Linked DNA regions of Rattus norvegicus: region 2 is linked to region 1. The links are chromatin contacts, called in public Hi-C maps. All regions are on one chromosome and are shown on one strand. Each heading gives the region's core, a stretch centred on a gene start, on an enhancer-like site or on the middle of the called end of the contact. The rest is flanking DNA. Distances are from core to core; before and after follow the strand shown. Region 1 holds the start of Cspp1 (centrosome and spindle pole associated protein 1). Region 2 holds the start of Vcpip1 (valosin containing protein interacting protein 1).

Region 1 (7,498 bases), core at 2,879-5,378:
GAGCATATTATATGGCAAGACACTGTCTCAAAAAATAGCAAACAGCAACATTAACATTTCTGTTGACACTGGGTTTGGGGAGTTATATTTATGTATGTTTGTTTATTTGCTACTGGGTTGGGGCTGTGGCTGAGGAGATCACTGCCACTCAATACCAAACACGGGGACACACACACACACAGTGTGATAGGCAGCTCCTACTTATAATCAATCCCAGGACTTGGGAGGGTGAAGCAGCAGAGGGAATTTAGTACGCAAGGAGACCTCATCTCACAAATATCATACCCCAAAATATTAAAACTATAAGAGGCAGCTGCCTGTAGAACATGACTCTACTAAAGAAAAAAGGACTAGGGACAGATGTTTAGGGAGAAATAAGATGTAGACAGGGAGCAAGGGCAGGCATAGAAAACAGGGGAAGATGAGTTTCCTCAGTAATTCACGGAGAAAGGGTCTCACAGTCTTCTTCTCCTTAGCAGAAGGCATTTAAATGAGCATGACTATGGGTACATCCAAATTTTGACAAATTCCTGTGAATTTTGCTAAAGAAGTATATGCTATGTTGCTGAGGGAGGAGCAGGAGGCTGGAGAACAGGATACAAAATTGGGAGCAAAGAAATAAATGAAAGTATTTAAAGCCTGAGCAACTACCTCCAATACATCTGGAAGAGCAACAGCAGGCATCCATGGAGTAGCATTGGCTATGCAGAATTGCTAATACACTTGCTCAGACACTTCTGTCTCTCAAAAGGTACAGCACATCCATTCAGAATGGTGTTTAAAAGACTGTGTGGAGGGTTGGTGATGTCTCAGGCATTAAAGGCTAGGCTCACAGCCAAAAAGAAAAAAACAGAATTTGCTTAAGTTTGTAATAGTTAAGCCATGCTTTTCTGAAAACCACATTGTAGAAAAGGTGTCCTGAAAGCAACTTTTCTTGTTTGCCTTATCTAAACCTATCTGCTCCCCACCCAGACAGACCACCCTTAGGCAAGAGATCCAAAAGATCAAAAGATCCTCTCTATGGGAGCATGTCAGCAAATACTTCACACCGAACACCGAGAGTTCACAAAACACACACACACACACACACACACACACACACACACACACAACCAGTGTCTCCCTACTTTCCTTGGGGCTCTTTTTTGCTTATCAACATGACAAGCCATTCTTCCACATAAAACTTAGCTTCTTAGAATGGCTGGCTTTTTATATGGCTTTTTTTCCTTTTCTTTCTTCCCCCACCCCTAGACAGGGTCTCACTATGTAGCTCTGGTTGGCCTAGAACTCAAGAGAGTTGCTTACTTCTGTCTCCAAAGTGTTGATATTAAAAGCAATGTGTCACCACACCCAGCTATAAAATTATACTGATTGCTTTTAGGGCCTTACACTGTACCTGCTGTTTGAAAACTAGGTCTTATCAAGATTTCTACTTTAGCTTCTTAATTCTATTATCTTCAGAGCCAGCTGTATCTCAGAAGATGAATCCCACTGCTAACATCTAATGAAAACATGATTGGGGCCTGGATAAAACTGGCTCAAAACATAAGGGCACTTGCAGCCATGCCTGATGACCGAGTTTGACAGCTAAGATTCTATAGGGAGAGAGAGAAGTAACATACACACATAGACATACATCATACATACATACACACATAGTACGTATTTCTTTCAAACCAGATTCAAATTCCACACAAAGACTAAAATCAAGGCAGAAAGATAAAGTTCAATCTCATCAAGCAACCACAGTGAGAATAAAACAGCAGATTTCATAGGGATATGGAGAAGATTAAGTTTAACTTGTAAAGTGTAAAACATTAACCAACCCCTGAGGTGCAAGCACTCTGTGAGGCTTAGCAGCCGCGGTGTGCCTGCGAAGAGCCACTGAAGCCTCCAGAGACCGGGCAGGCCACAGACGCCTCTGAAAGCATCAACGCGTTGTCAGGCAACCAGCGGGCCCAGGGCACCGCCCCCCGCCCCGGAGCCGCGAGACCTGCACTTGGGACTAAACCCGGCCACCGCCTCGCGACCCGCATCTCACAACCCGCCCCCTGCACCTCCCACCCTGCCCCCACGACACCCCGGAGCTTCCTGGCTCCCCCCACCCCAGCAGGCTCGAACCCCCATCCGGCCACAGCGACTCGGCCCGGCCCCCCCAGCGCCCCGGACTCTTCGTGTAGCCTTCGACACCCGCCACCCACGGACTTACTCCCAGCGAGGAACCACAGTTCGGGGCTCAGGCGACCCCGGCGCGGACCAAAAGACCGGGTCGCCCGCTCAGGGCTCCGCCTCCCGGACTGAGCCCCCGCCCCACTCGCCCTCCACCAACGGCCAGGCGCGGCCCCGCCCCCGAAGACTGACGGGGAGGGGGGAAGGCCGCGCGGCCGAGGTCGCCCCCTGTAGTCCCGGAGGCCACACGGTGCACTCGCGACTGTGCCCCAAGAGTCCTATAATGCGTCTAGTGCGGAGCTAAATCTATCCCAGCGGTCCGGTCTCCAGTCACGTAGTGTGCCTGTGTGAGGAGGAATATCCGCACTGCTCTCACAGGCATTACTCCCAGCCCAGCAGTCTGGTCAACTCTCTGTCCTGAGCTTTCATTACATTTCATTACATGTTATTCTCTGTAAGTTCCGAGTGGCTGTGTATTGTTACCACTGGAAAAGCTTCTCAGAAAGACCTAAAGTTCCCAGAAAGAAATAGTACCACTGTACTCAAATGTCCCTGGTGTGCCCGAAGTTATACTGTAAGAAGATTCTATTTTATTTTTGGTCGCGTTGACACGGGGTCTCAAATAGTCCAGGGAGAAAGTGGGGTTCAAGCTCTTGATTCTCCATTCTCCACCTCCCAAGTCCTTGAATTAGCAACGCCCTTGTTTGTTTGATTCTTGCTGTTTTGTTTGCCCCAGCTCCTTGACTTTTTGAGACAAGGTCTCCTGTAGCCCAGGCTAACCTCAAATCGCTGTTTGTGGAAAGGCTCTCCTTTAACTCATCCTCCTGCTCCCACTTCCCAACTGCTGGGTTAGAGGCAGGTGTCACCACGCTCCAATTTTCTTCAACTTCTGAATCCAAAATCAAAACCAACAGTAGTGGTGAATAGTTAGCAATTCTTTTTTAGCTAATTTGTCTGCTAAAAACCTGCATTAGAAGAGGATACAGCCCGGCAAGGGTGGTACATGCCTTTAATCCCAGCACTCAAGAGGCAGAAGCAGGCAGATCTCTCGAGGCCAGCCTGGTCTACATATCGAGTTCCTGAACAGCAAAAGACCTTCCATGGCCGGGGGAGAGGGGGTGAGAAAAAAAAAAAAAAAAAGGATACAACACAAAGCTTACTGGGAAAAAGCAAAACGTCCGTGTGAAGCAACTATAGAGCCTTCGAGATCCTGTGGAAGGAGCAGTTATTGTCAAAGAGTTAATGGAAGGCATCTCGACTGTGCTTTTTAAATACTGTGTGCTCTAAAGCAGAAATGTCAAGAAGTGCATTTAAAGCAATGCTTAACAACTACTGCATTACTAAATCAAGGAAAAAGTTCTAATTAAAAAGCTGGGTCAGGGTGGCTAAAAGATGATGAAGCTGGAGAAGTCTGTAAGAACCGTGTTACGAAAATAATTAAATATATTAGAATTAAATAAAACAAACAGATTTTATGCACGCCTTCAACTTACACTCTAGTGGGCATTTGGGGATGAGAATGAGAGGGAAGAAAACCTAAAAACACGACTGAAACAAATTTCATATTAACTACCGGAAAGAACGGATTGCGGAGATTAATTCTGCACTGAGACAAACCTTTTTTAACAAGTAGCGGGTAAGGCATTCACATCTCCTAACACTTGTATAAATGTTACCCTATAAACGCGTCAAAAGTTAATCTTAGCAACCGGTGAGTTTTGCTTGCCACCTCGCAACAGTAGCGAAAACACAAAAGCGAAACGCCACCCACAAACCCCGGAGGGGTTTATACTCCGCGAATTATCTTAAAAGACAATGTCACATAATCTTCCCCCTCCAAAACCAATAATCCGGAGATACTTACACCTCTGTTTCTCTAGAGACATTTAGTATTCCAAACAATTTATTTCGTTTGAAGCACCTACACTCACATAAACATAGTTCCCCAAACCGAAGTTCCCTCCCACACGCAATATGGCGGAATCTGAGTCTGCGCAGTGCGAGGCGAGACGGCCGACTCCTTCCTGGCAGGTCAACAGGCCCGCCTTCCGGCGCGAAAGGCCGTACCATTCCCACACAGAGACTTTGCGTCCCTCCCAGTTCACACGTACGGATTTCAGAGCCAGCATGTCCTCGTTTCGTTCGCAAAACTATTATTAGCCGAGCCGAGCGGACCCCTAGGAAGTGTTTTCTATGTCGCTACGCCGCCGCCGCGCCCCGACGCGCGAATGGTCTGGACCAACGTCACCTCCGGTCTCAAGTGTCATGGCTGCCTTGAGAGTCTAGTGAGTGTGCACCCGTGGTGGGGAAGGTGCAAAGCCCGCACGCTGAGGCCCAGTAGAATAAAGTTGCATCTTGGTTGTGGAGACTACAGCTTCTCCGGTCCCTCGGCCATGACAGCTTCCGGGAGTGGTATGGCCCAGAAGACCTGGGAATTGGCCAACAACATGCAGGAAGCGCAGAGTATCGATGAAATCTACAAATATGACAAAAAACAACAACAAGAAATCCTGGCGGCGAAACCCTGGACTAAGGAGTGAGGAGGTCCCTGGCGAGACGCAGGGGAGGGAAGGGATGGAGGGACTGTGAGAGAGACCCTCGAGGGGTGGAAAATGAAGTGGGTGGAGAATTTGGCTTTCTGAGGGGCGTCGACAGAATACTGGCCGCCGTGGTTTTATTCTACCTTATCAGTAGAGACTTCGATTCCCCTTATTTCTAGGGCCTGCTTCGATACCCCTTTTAGAAAGTTTCTTACCTCCAGGGGGTGTAAAGGGATGACTTAGGGTGCTACTTTCTCAAAATGATTATTTTCGTAAATTTCACACATTCTCCCCTGAACCTGGTGGCTGGCTACATGCAGTTGGTTGCAGCCTTCAGTGGATCTCAAACTGAAGAGCGTGACTGTTTTCAGAAATCGAATGAGCAGGGCATTGATCTAAAAAACAAAAATGAGCCCTTGGGGTGATTTCTTTTTTATCACTCTTTTCCTCTGTAACTTTTTTAAAGACATACCAAATCCTCTTACCAGTTCTCTAAAATACTACTGCAACAATTCAGGATTTATAAAATAGAGCTTAGAGGCTATTTGCCCCCCAGCCAAATCCATGTATCTTTGGGGCCCACGACAAGTCAAAAGATTCTTTAGAGCAAATCATGTTAAGGAGAGTGAAGAAAAACATTGCAAAAGGTTGCTATGTAAACTGCCTTGCTGTTTCCAGGTGTTTTGTTTTGTTGGCAAAGCTGGTTTTAGCTGTCAGGATTCTATTTTCAGGGTTTTTTGAGTTACTACTGTGGGCCTGGCACTGGTCTGATGATTTTTATGTCATTTAATAATCAGGGCAATCCAGTACTGTACTTTCTTTCCCTTTCTGTAAATAGGAAAATAAGCAAATACATTCATGATTATACTATAGCAGTGAACTTAGGTGCAGTAGACTGAGAATCAAGTCTCATAACTGTCACTTAAACGGTTGACTGGCATTAGAAAAGTAAAGTATCTAAACTTATCTATAAGATAATGGTTAAACATAGCTATTACGAATATCATGAATTTATTAAAAAGATAATTTATTAAAAAGTTCTGGAAGAACCATATATAATAAGAGCATAGTAGTGGTTTGTTTTTCTCTTTTTCCCAAGTAGGTGGAGGAGCCAATTTTTAAATTTATGTCTTGATTTCCAAGATGATCTCAGCCACTTTCAGCTTGTGGTTGAAATCTAGCAAAAGCTGGGATCTGTACTTGGTTGCTTGCATCCAACAAGCCGTGGTGACACTGAGTGACCTGTGCAGATTTCTTGGCTGTCCCTTAAGCAAGCTGCACGTTTTAGATGGATGTAAACTCTTGACTTCCTCACCATCTGTGGCTATACTTAAGTTTATTCTAACATGCAGGATACAGCCGTGATTTTAAAATGTTCAAGAGTTTAATCATGTACAATAGTTAGTCACAGAAGTAAGGATACTAGCTCTACTCTAATTCCCAAGATGCTATCAGAAGGAAGCCATAAGCTAACAAGCTGTTTCTTTGAGAATATCTTAAAAAGCGGGTTAATAGTTCGATCCCCAGCTCCGAAAAAAAGAACCAAAAAAAAAAAAAAAAGCGGGTTAATAAGACTGGTAGCAGTACCTTAGATTTTAGTGTTTCTGGGACTAAGCTAAGCATTTACGGTGTACTTTTCATACTAATAGATGAAATATCTATTTATAGATATGTGATCTGGCATAGACATTAAGTGGCCCTACTCTCTCAGTTAGGGGGTGTCAGTGTAATTTAGAGACCTAAGCAAGTCAGTTTCAGAAGCCACATTTGTAGAAACTAAGTCCTCTGGCTCAGTGGGTAAGAGTACTTAGTTTTGCATGCAGACCTAAGGTTTAAATCCAGCATCTATGTAAAAATCCATGTGTGAATATGCTACCTTTTAGCATTATATGGAAAGAAAGCAGAGAGGACGGTCTGTGAGCTAGTCAGCCAGCCTAGCCACAACAGTAAGCTTTCAGTAAGAGACTCTGTCTCGAGGGAATGAAGTAATAACAGACGAAAATGAGCTGGGCATGTTGACACCTGAATTTAATCACAGCAGAGGTGGGTGATCAAGTTCCAAGGACAGCCTGGTCTACTGAACAGCCAGGGTTATACCAAAAACCTGGTCTCAACGAAACCAAAAAAAAAAGGTAGTGAAAGACCCCTGACAGCCTCTGTCATCTCCACAGGTGGCACACTAATAAACATGTACCACAGATAATAAATAAATAAATTATTTAATTAATAACTCAGTAAATTAAGGTCAGAAAGTTAGGCCTAAGAAGGTAACCAGGTATAATAATTCCATGTTGATTGAGGAAAAAGACCTGTGGAGTTGATCATTATTCCCTCATTTCAATAGTATATTTAAAATTTATTTCAGACTCTTTATGTCTGAGCCAAAGACACATGACATGGTATTTCCAGGCACCTTGTACTTACTGCTTTCTTTTTCCTCCACGTTCCACACTCCCTTTCAATCCCTATAAATCCCTTCAGAATGTATTTATTCTCACAGAAACTGTTCTGAAATTGCACGTTAAGTAAGGCTCTCGGTCACAGTGTGATTTTTGTTTTGTAGTCACCACTACTTTAAATACTGCAAAATCTCTGCGTTGGCACTGCTGAAAATGGTGATGCATGCCAGGTCAGGAGGCAACCTGGAGGTGATGGGTTTGATGCTCGGGAAAGTGGATGGAGAGACCATGATCATCATGGACAGCTTTGCTTTGCCTGTAGAGGGCACTGAAACCCGAGTAAATGCCCAGGCTGCTGCATACGAGTACATGGCTGCATACATAGAAAAT
Region 2 (7,498 bases), core at 2,354-4,853, 340 kb after region 1:
CAGAGGTCCTGAGTTCAATTCCCAGTAACCACATGGTGGCTCACAACCATCTGTAATGGGATCTGATGCCCTCTTCTGGTGTGTCTGAAGATAGTTACAGTGTACTCATATACATAAAATAAATCTTTAAAAAAAAAAAAGAAACAGAGCTAATGAGAGAGAAGGAAAAAGGAAGGGAATTGGAAGGAGAGGAGTAGAGACTAAGACCTTCGAGGAAAATGCAAGGTTATTAGAGTTAAACTATAGCTGTTAAGTGACCTTGTAAACCTTATTTTCTTTCCTAACAAAAGTATATATTGTGTACCATGTAAAATGGGGGGGGGGGGAGGAGAGAGAGAGAGAGAGAGAGAGAGAAGAGGAAACGAAATACAAGTGCAGTCACAAGCAGCCCTGGGGCACTGGTTACTTAGACTGGCTATTTAAATTAATATTAATTTGAACTGTAAAATGTTAGGTTTTATGCCCCTTAAGATTCAACCTCAATCCAGGCACAATGGTGCATGCCTTTAACCCCAGCAATTGGGAGGCAGAGGCAGACAGACCTCATAAGTTCTATGCCAGACTTGTCCACAGAGTGAATTACAAGTCAGTTATGATTACATAGTGACAGCCTGTCTTAGGAGGGAAAGAGATTCAACTTCAGGCACATGTTGTATCTGTAATCAGAACCCACAAGGTGGTGGTGGGAAGACTGAGTTTGAGGCCAGCCTGAGCTAGGGGTCAAGAATGATAGCCTGTGCTACATAGAGAGACCCTGTCTAGCAAAACAAAATATGACAAAAACAAAGCAAAGACAAAGCCTATGGAGCACATAGTGTGTGCCTATGGAGCACATAGTGTGTGCCTATGGAGCACATAGTGTGTGCCTATGGAGCACATAGTGTGTGCCTATGGAGCACATAGTGTGTGCCTATGGAGCACATAGTGTGTGCCTATGGAGCTAGTAATCGCAGCAAGCCCAGAGGCATACACAGGAGAACAGAAATTTCAAGGGTCTATCTGGGCTTCAGAGCGAGTTCCAGACCAGCTTAAGCAACTTGGACCTTGTCTCAAAACAAATAGTAAAAAGAAACCTAAGGTTCAGTCGTACAGTTCATTTCTAGCTTCCATGAAGTTCAATCTTCAACATTTCAGATAAAAAGACAGGTTTGGAACTTCTTTACATTTCTTTATGCATGCACATGTGCAGCATACATGTGGAGGTCAGAGAATAACTTACGGGGCTCTGCTCTCGCCTACACCATGTGAACACCAGGGATCAAACTCAACCTTGCCAGTGAGGGTCTTTACCCACAGCACAATCTTTCCAGCCCAGATCCATTTGTATCTTAAAGGTGTGTGATTGTATACCCAGAATCTTTTACACATGGATTTGCTTTTAACCCTAATCATGTGACCAATGAGGAGTCAGGCACTGAGTCTGTTAACTTCCTGTTGCTCAGTTTCTCCATCTCCAAAATAGAAATGATTATGATGGCACCTGTTTCAATGATATTTTAACATTAACTCTAGAAAGACGCTAATGTACAGTTGATGGGAGGTAGGCATTAATAGCTATTATTGTTGTTACTATTATTATTAAACAATTTTGATTCCTTTAAAAACAATAGTAAGGGGGCTGGGGATTTAGCTCAGTGGTAGAGCGCTTACCTAGGAAGCACAAGGCCCTGGGTTCGGTCCCCAGCTCCGAAAAAAAGAACCAAAAAAAAAAAAAAAAAAAAAAAAAAAAAAACAACAGTAAGGAAAGCTCATATGGCCTCAGCCCTACACAAAGAACTCCAGGCAGTTAAGGAATGCTGAGAGGAGATGAAACAGTCTTCTAGTCTTATCCCATACCAAATAGTCAACCTTGAAAACATTCATACAACATTACACAGACCGAACAGGTTGTATCTATGTATTTAGAAATATGTAACCATGAAAAGTAATGAAAAAAGCTATTATTAATAATCAGATAACTTCAAGAAAACAAGTGGACAGAAATAAACATAGAGAATAATTATCCTGAATTTCAGAGAAAAGATAGTTTATTTAACACAAAGAACAATTATAGATCTACATATGTACACACACACACACACACACACACACACACACACACACACAGTTTGAAAAATGCATCAGTTGAGACCACAAATTTGAAAGAGAGCAAGGAGGGGCATATGTGAGGATTTGGAAGAAGGAACGGGAAGGAAAAATGGAATTTTATTACAGTCTAAAAAAATAAGGGGTTGGGACTTTAGCTCAGTGGTAGAGTGCTTGCCTAGCAAGGGCAAGGCCCTGGGTTTGGTGCCCAGCTCCGAAAAAAAGAAAAGGAAAAAAAACAACCAAACAAAAAAACAAAAACAAATTGAAAAGCTCCTACATATTATGCAAACTGGGGTTATATCTCAGTTAGCTTGCCCATCATGCACGAAGCCCCATGTTCAGCCCTTAGCACTGCATTTCCTAGGCGTGGTGGTATGCACCTCTGACTTTGACATTTGGGAGGTGGAGGCAGAGGACAGAAAATTGAAGGTCATCCTCCACTATAGGGAGTTTGAGGTCTGCCTGGGCTCAATTGCTGATCCATTTACTGAATGATATAGAAACACAAATGTTTTCTGGACTCAAGAAGGTAATTTGTCTCAAGGTGTTTTGATGTTAAAACCTTAAAAATCTAACTTCTTAGGAACTGTTGTTCACTGTTCAAACACATGTTTAACGACAACAACAACAATATAATAAATTTAAATTTCTTGTGATCCAACCAAAACAGCCAGATTTTGCCACTGACCACCAGTTGTTGCTCACTTCTTGTTAACTTTCTCTCACATTAGAGCAGTGGAGTACATTTACGAATGTAAATGTGGATTAAATTACGAATAAGGTAGAAGCTCAGTTATAGCACTTGCTAGCTAAGTGGTAATACAAAAATGATACCGTATTTGAACAATAAATATACTAAAAAAAAAAAAAAAGCCTCATAGAAAACTCCCTCTCCCACTTTCTTAGGACCTTTAACCCGGACAAGCAGCGGTGGTGGACTTTAGACCCTCTTCCACGCCATTCCTTTTCACTTTTCTTTCCTCCAAGCACACTCCTTTCGGCGCAAGGGGAAAGTACGGCGGGACACTACCCATAGCATCCTAGGAAATGCGGTTTCTCTGACTCTTTCTCCTGGGCCATAGAATGGGGGACCGGGGAGGGGGGAGCAAACTACAAAAGGGATCCAGTTAAAAATACAACTACCGACAATCCCCGCGAGTCATCGACTTCCTTTCTGCCCCCACCTTCCGAGTGCCTTCCTCTTCCTCCTTCCCGCGTGCGTCGAGTTGCTTTGCATCACGGTATTTGAAGTTCTTTGTGGACAGAAGCGCCTAACACTCCTTCGCGAGAGGGGAGCCGGAAGACTCTCGTTCCCAGAGGGCAGTGCGGAAGCCACGCCTGCGCAGTCTCAGTGAGGGCGTGTATGTCTGTATCTGAGGGAGAGAGCGAGAGTGAGTGAGTGTGAGTGCGGGGTGGGGTGGTGGCCGTTACGTTCGGGGCAACGGCTAAGGCTGTGGAGAAGTGAGAAGAGAAACAACGTCCGGCGCTTCCGCCTTCGCCTAGGAGGAGGAGGAACTGGTAGGGAAAGGAAAGCCATTCGCTCTGGGCCTGGACTAGACCTCGTCGGGCCGGCGGAGGTCTGGCTATGTGCCTTTGAGGGTCGCTTGGGACGCAGAGCGAGAGCCGAGAGCGATGTCTCAGCCGCCGCCGCCTCCTCCGCTGCCGCCGCCGCCGCCTCCCCCCGAGGCTCCGCAGACTTCGTCGTCCCTGGCGGCGGCGGCTACTCCGGGGGGCCTTTCGAAACGAAGGGACCGGAGAATCCTTTCCGGGAGCTGCCCGGATCCCAAGTGCCAGGCGCGGCTCTTCTTCCCGGCCTCAGGTTCTGTCAGCATCGAGTGTACCGAGTGCGGACAGCGGCACGAGCAGCAACAGCTGCTGGGAGTGGAGGAGGTGACCGACCCGGACGTAGTGCTGCACAATCTGCTGCGGAACGCGCTACTCGGGGTGACGGGGGCTCCCAAGAAGAACACGGAACTGGTAAAGGTGATGGGCCTCTCCAACTACCACTGCAAATTATTGTCGCCCATATTGGCACGCTATGGAATGGACAAACAAACGGGCCGCGCCAAGCTTCTCCGGGACATGAACCAAGGCGAACTGTTCGATTGCGCGTTACTCGGTGACCGGGCCTTCCTCATCGAACCAGAGCACGTCAACACAGTGGGCTATGGCAAGGACCGATCTGGAAGCCTCCTATATTTGCATGACACTCTCGAGGATATCAAACGGGCCAATAAAAGTCAAGAATGCCTTATTCCAGTGCATGTGGATGGGGATGGACACTGCCTAGTGCATGCTGTGTCTAGGGCTCTAGTAGGCCGAGAGCTCTTCTGGCATGCCCTGAGGGAGAATCTGAAGCAGCACTTTCAGCAGCACCTAGCCCGATATCAAGCCCTGTTTCATGACTTTATTGATGCTGCAGAGTGGGAGGACATTATCAATGAATGTGACCCTCTGTTTGTGCCACCTGAAGGTGTCCCCTTAGGCCTGAGGAATATCCACATATTTGGCCTTGCCAATGTGTTACATCGTCCCATAATTCTCTTAGATTCCCTCAGTGGCATGAGAAGCTCTGGTGATTATTCAGCCACCTTTCTACCTGGGCTCATACCTGCAGAGAAGTGCACTGGGAGAGATGGTCATTTGAACAAGCCAATCTGTATTGCGTGGAGTAGCTCTGGTAGAAACCATTATATTCCCTTGGTAGGCATAAAGGGGGCTGCCTTGCCCAAACTACCCATGAATTTGCTACCTAAAGCATGGGGTGTGCCTCAGGACCTTATTAAAAAGTACATCAAGCTTGAGGAGGATGGTGGTTGTGTTATTGGAGGAGACAGAAGTTTGCAGGATAAGTACTTACTTAGGTTGGTTGCTGCTATGGAGGAAGTCTTTATGGACAAACATGGTATCCATCCTAGTTTGGTTGCTGATGTACATCAGTATTTCTACAGAAGGACTGGGGTGATAGGAGTTCAGCCTGAGGAAGTTACAGCAGCTGCTAAAAAAGCAGTAATGGATAATCGCCTTCACAAGTGTTTGCTTTGTGGTGCCCTTTCTGAACTTCATGTCCCTCCTGAGTGGTTGGCTCCAGGAGGAAAACTGTATAACCTGGCAAAAAGTACTCATGGACAGCTGAGGCCTGACAAAAATTACAGCTTTCCTTTAAACAATTTGGTTTGTTCATATGATCCAGTGAAAGATGTTCTGTTACCAGACTATGGATTGAGTAATCTAACAGCTTGTAATTGGTGCCATGGCACATCTGTGCGAAGAGTCAGAGGCGATGGCTCTATTGTATATTTGGATGGAGACAGAACTAATTCTAGGTCTACTGGTGGCAAATGTGGTTGTGGATTCAAACACTTTTGGGAAGGTAAAGAATATGACAACCTTCCAGAAGCTTTTCCTATCACTTTGGAGTGGGGAGGAAGAGTAGTCAGAGAAACAGTATATTGGTTCCAGTATGAAAGTGATCCATCTTTGAATAGTAATGTTTATGATGTTGCAATGAAACTTGTTACCAAGCACTTTCCAGGTGAATTTGGGAGTGAGATCCTAGTTCAGAAAGTTGTCCACACTATATTGCATCAGACTGCAAAAAAAAATCCTGACGATTACACTCCTGTAAATATAGATGGTGCTCATGCTCAGAGAATTGGAGATGTGCAAGGACAAGAATTGGAGTCTCAGCTACCAACTAAAATTATTCTTACTGGACAGAAAACAAAAACTTTGCACAAGGAAGAATTAAACATGAGTAAAACTGAAAGAACTATTCAACAGAACATCACAGAACAAGCTTCTGTGATGCAGAAACGGAAAACAGAGAAATTAAAACAAGAGCAAAAGGGGCAACCCAGAACTGTTTCTCCAAGTACTATTCGTGATGGGCCTTCATCTGCACCTGCCACCCCCACGAAGGCTCCCTACTCACCTACCACTTCTAAGGAGAAGAAGATTCGCATAACAACTAATGATGGACGGCAGTCCATGGTTACCCTTAAGTCTTCAACAACCTTTTTTGAACTTCAGGAAAGTATAGCCAGAGAGTTCAACATTCCTCCATATTTACAGTGTATTCGATATGGTTTTCCTCCTAAAGAGTTAATGCCACCCCAAGCAGGAATGGAAAAGGAGCCAGTTCCTTTGCAGCATGGTGACAGAATTACCATAGAGATCTTAAAAGGCAAAGCAGAAGGTGGTCCATCCACTGCTGCACACTCAGCCCACACTGTGAGACAAGAAGAGATTGCTGTTACTGGCAAGCTGTCCTCCAAGGAACTTCAGGAGCAAGCTGACAAAGAAATGTATTCCTTGTGTCTTTTAGCAACATTAATGGGTAAGAGCAATTGAACTCTGATGGTATATATATATTTTTTTAAAGATTTATTTATTTATTATATATAAGTACACTGTAGCTGTCTTCAGACACACCAGAAGAGGGCATCGGATCTCTTTACAGATGGTTGTGAGCCACCATGTGGTTGCTGGGAATTGAACTCATGACCTCTGGAAGAGCAGTCGGGTGCTCTTAACCGCTGAGCCATCTCTCCAGCCCCTGATGGTATATTTTAATTGTGAGTATAAAATACTGAGTTGTTTTGTTGTGAAGAGGAAAAAAACCTTGTTATCATAAATACTTGATTCTATAGAAAGGAGAAAGTTATTTTCCTTAGTGTTTGGTAGTAGATAATAATATGATTATTGAGTGAATATTAGAACAGCATGAAACTACAGAGTGAAAGTAGTTACTCAACTGTTATCAGACTAATTACATATATATTAAACTTGCTTTTAAAAAATGTATTTATAGTTAAAGCCCTTTTTCACCCTGTCTGAGCTCTTAGGTCTTTCTATCTTGATCCTTTTTCATTTATTTTTAATTTCATTTTCCTGTCTGTCATGTGATTTCAGGACTTCCTGTTTGATGAATTGCAGTTTCTGGTGTTTATAGTGTGACTGCACTCCCACCTACTAGCCTATCTCCTCCATTTCCTGTTCTTCCTTCATCATGTTTTTCTTACGTGTACGATAGGTTTTGTGTTTAGTTTTATGGTTCAGGGACTGCCATAATTACAGTGCATATCTCGGTAAGAAACAAGAAAGATGACAATGCGGTTAGAAATTTTTTTGATAATTTAGTACAAATTGAAGGAAAATATATTATCAGCTAAATACGGTAACTTTAGTCTTTAGATGATTTGGGATCCTGCTTCAGTCTTTAGATGATTTGGGATCCTGCCTAGTGGTATGCTTTTTACATTATTTGCTTAACCTTTGTCTTTAAGTTGGTGTTAACATAAGCCTTATACAAGTTTTCAAGTATGAAGTAAAATTTAAAGGATAGTTGTTAGAAGAGACTTAATTTTGTTGAGATTAGAATTTTTAGCTAGAAAAATGCTGGCTTTTG

The links. A called contact is a pair of places that touch in the nucleus more often than the background predicts.
Region 2: a Hi-C map of liver shows a contact between it and region 1, with 3 times the contacts expected there. The contact joins the promoter of Vcpip1 here to the promoter of Cspp1 in region 1. A contact is called at or near these places in 3 of 12 Hi-C or Micro-C datasets (liver, mammary epithelial cells and prefrontal cortex) and 1 of 1 datasets of contacts at active chromatin or transcription factors (oligodendrocytes).

The regions. Positions count from the first base shown.
Region 1 is chr5:13,970,884-13,978,381 of GRCr8, forward strand. Cspp1 (centrosome and spindle pole associated protein 1) reads right to left here and starts at 4,129. Exons shown (of 30, transcript NM_001191864.2): 1 at 4,034-4,129. It overlaps Cops5 (COP9 signalosome subunit 5), which reads left to right and starts at 4,445. Exons shown (of 8, transcript NM_001025695.1): 1 at 4,445-4,705; 2 at 7,273-7,498. The coding sequence starts at 4,563.
Region 2 is chr5:14,313,480-14,320,977 of GRCr8, forward strand. It overlaps Vcpip1 (valosin containing protein interacting protein 1), which reads left to right and starts at 3,604. Exons shown (of 3, transcript NM_176857.3): 1 at 3,604-6,427. The coding sequence starts at 3,721.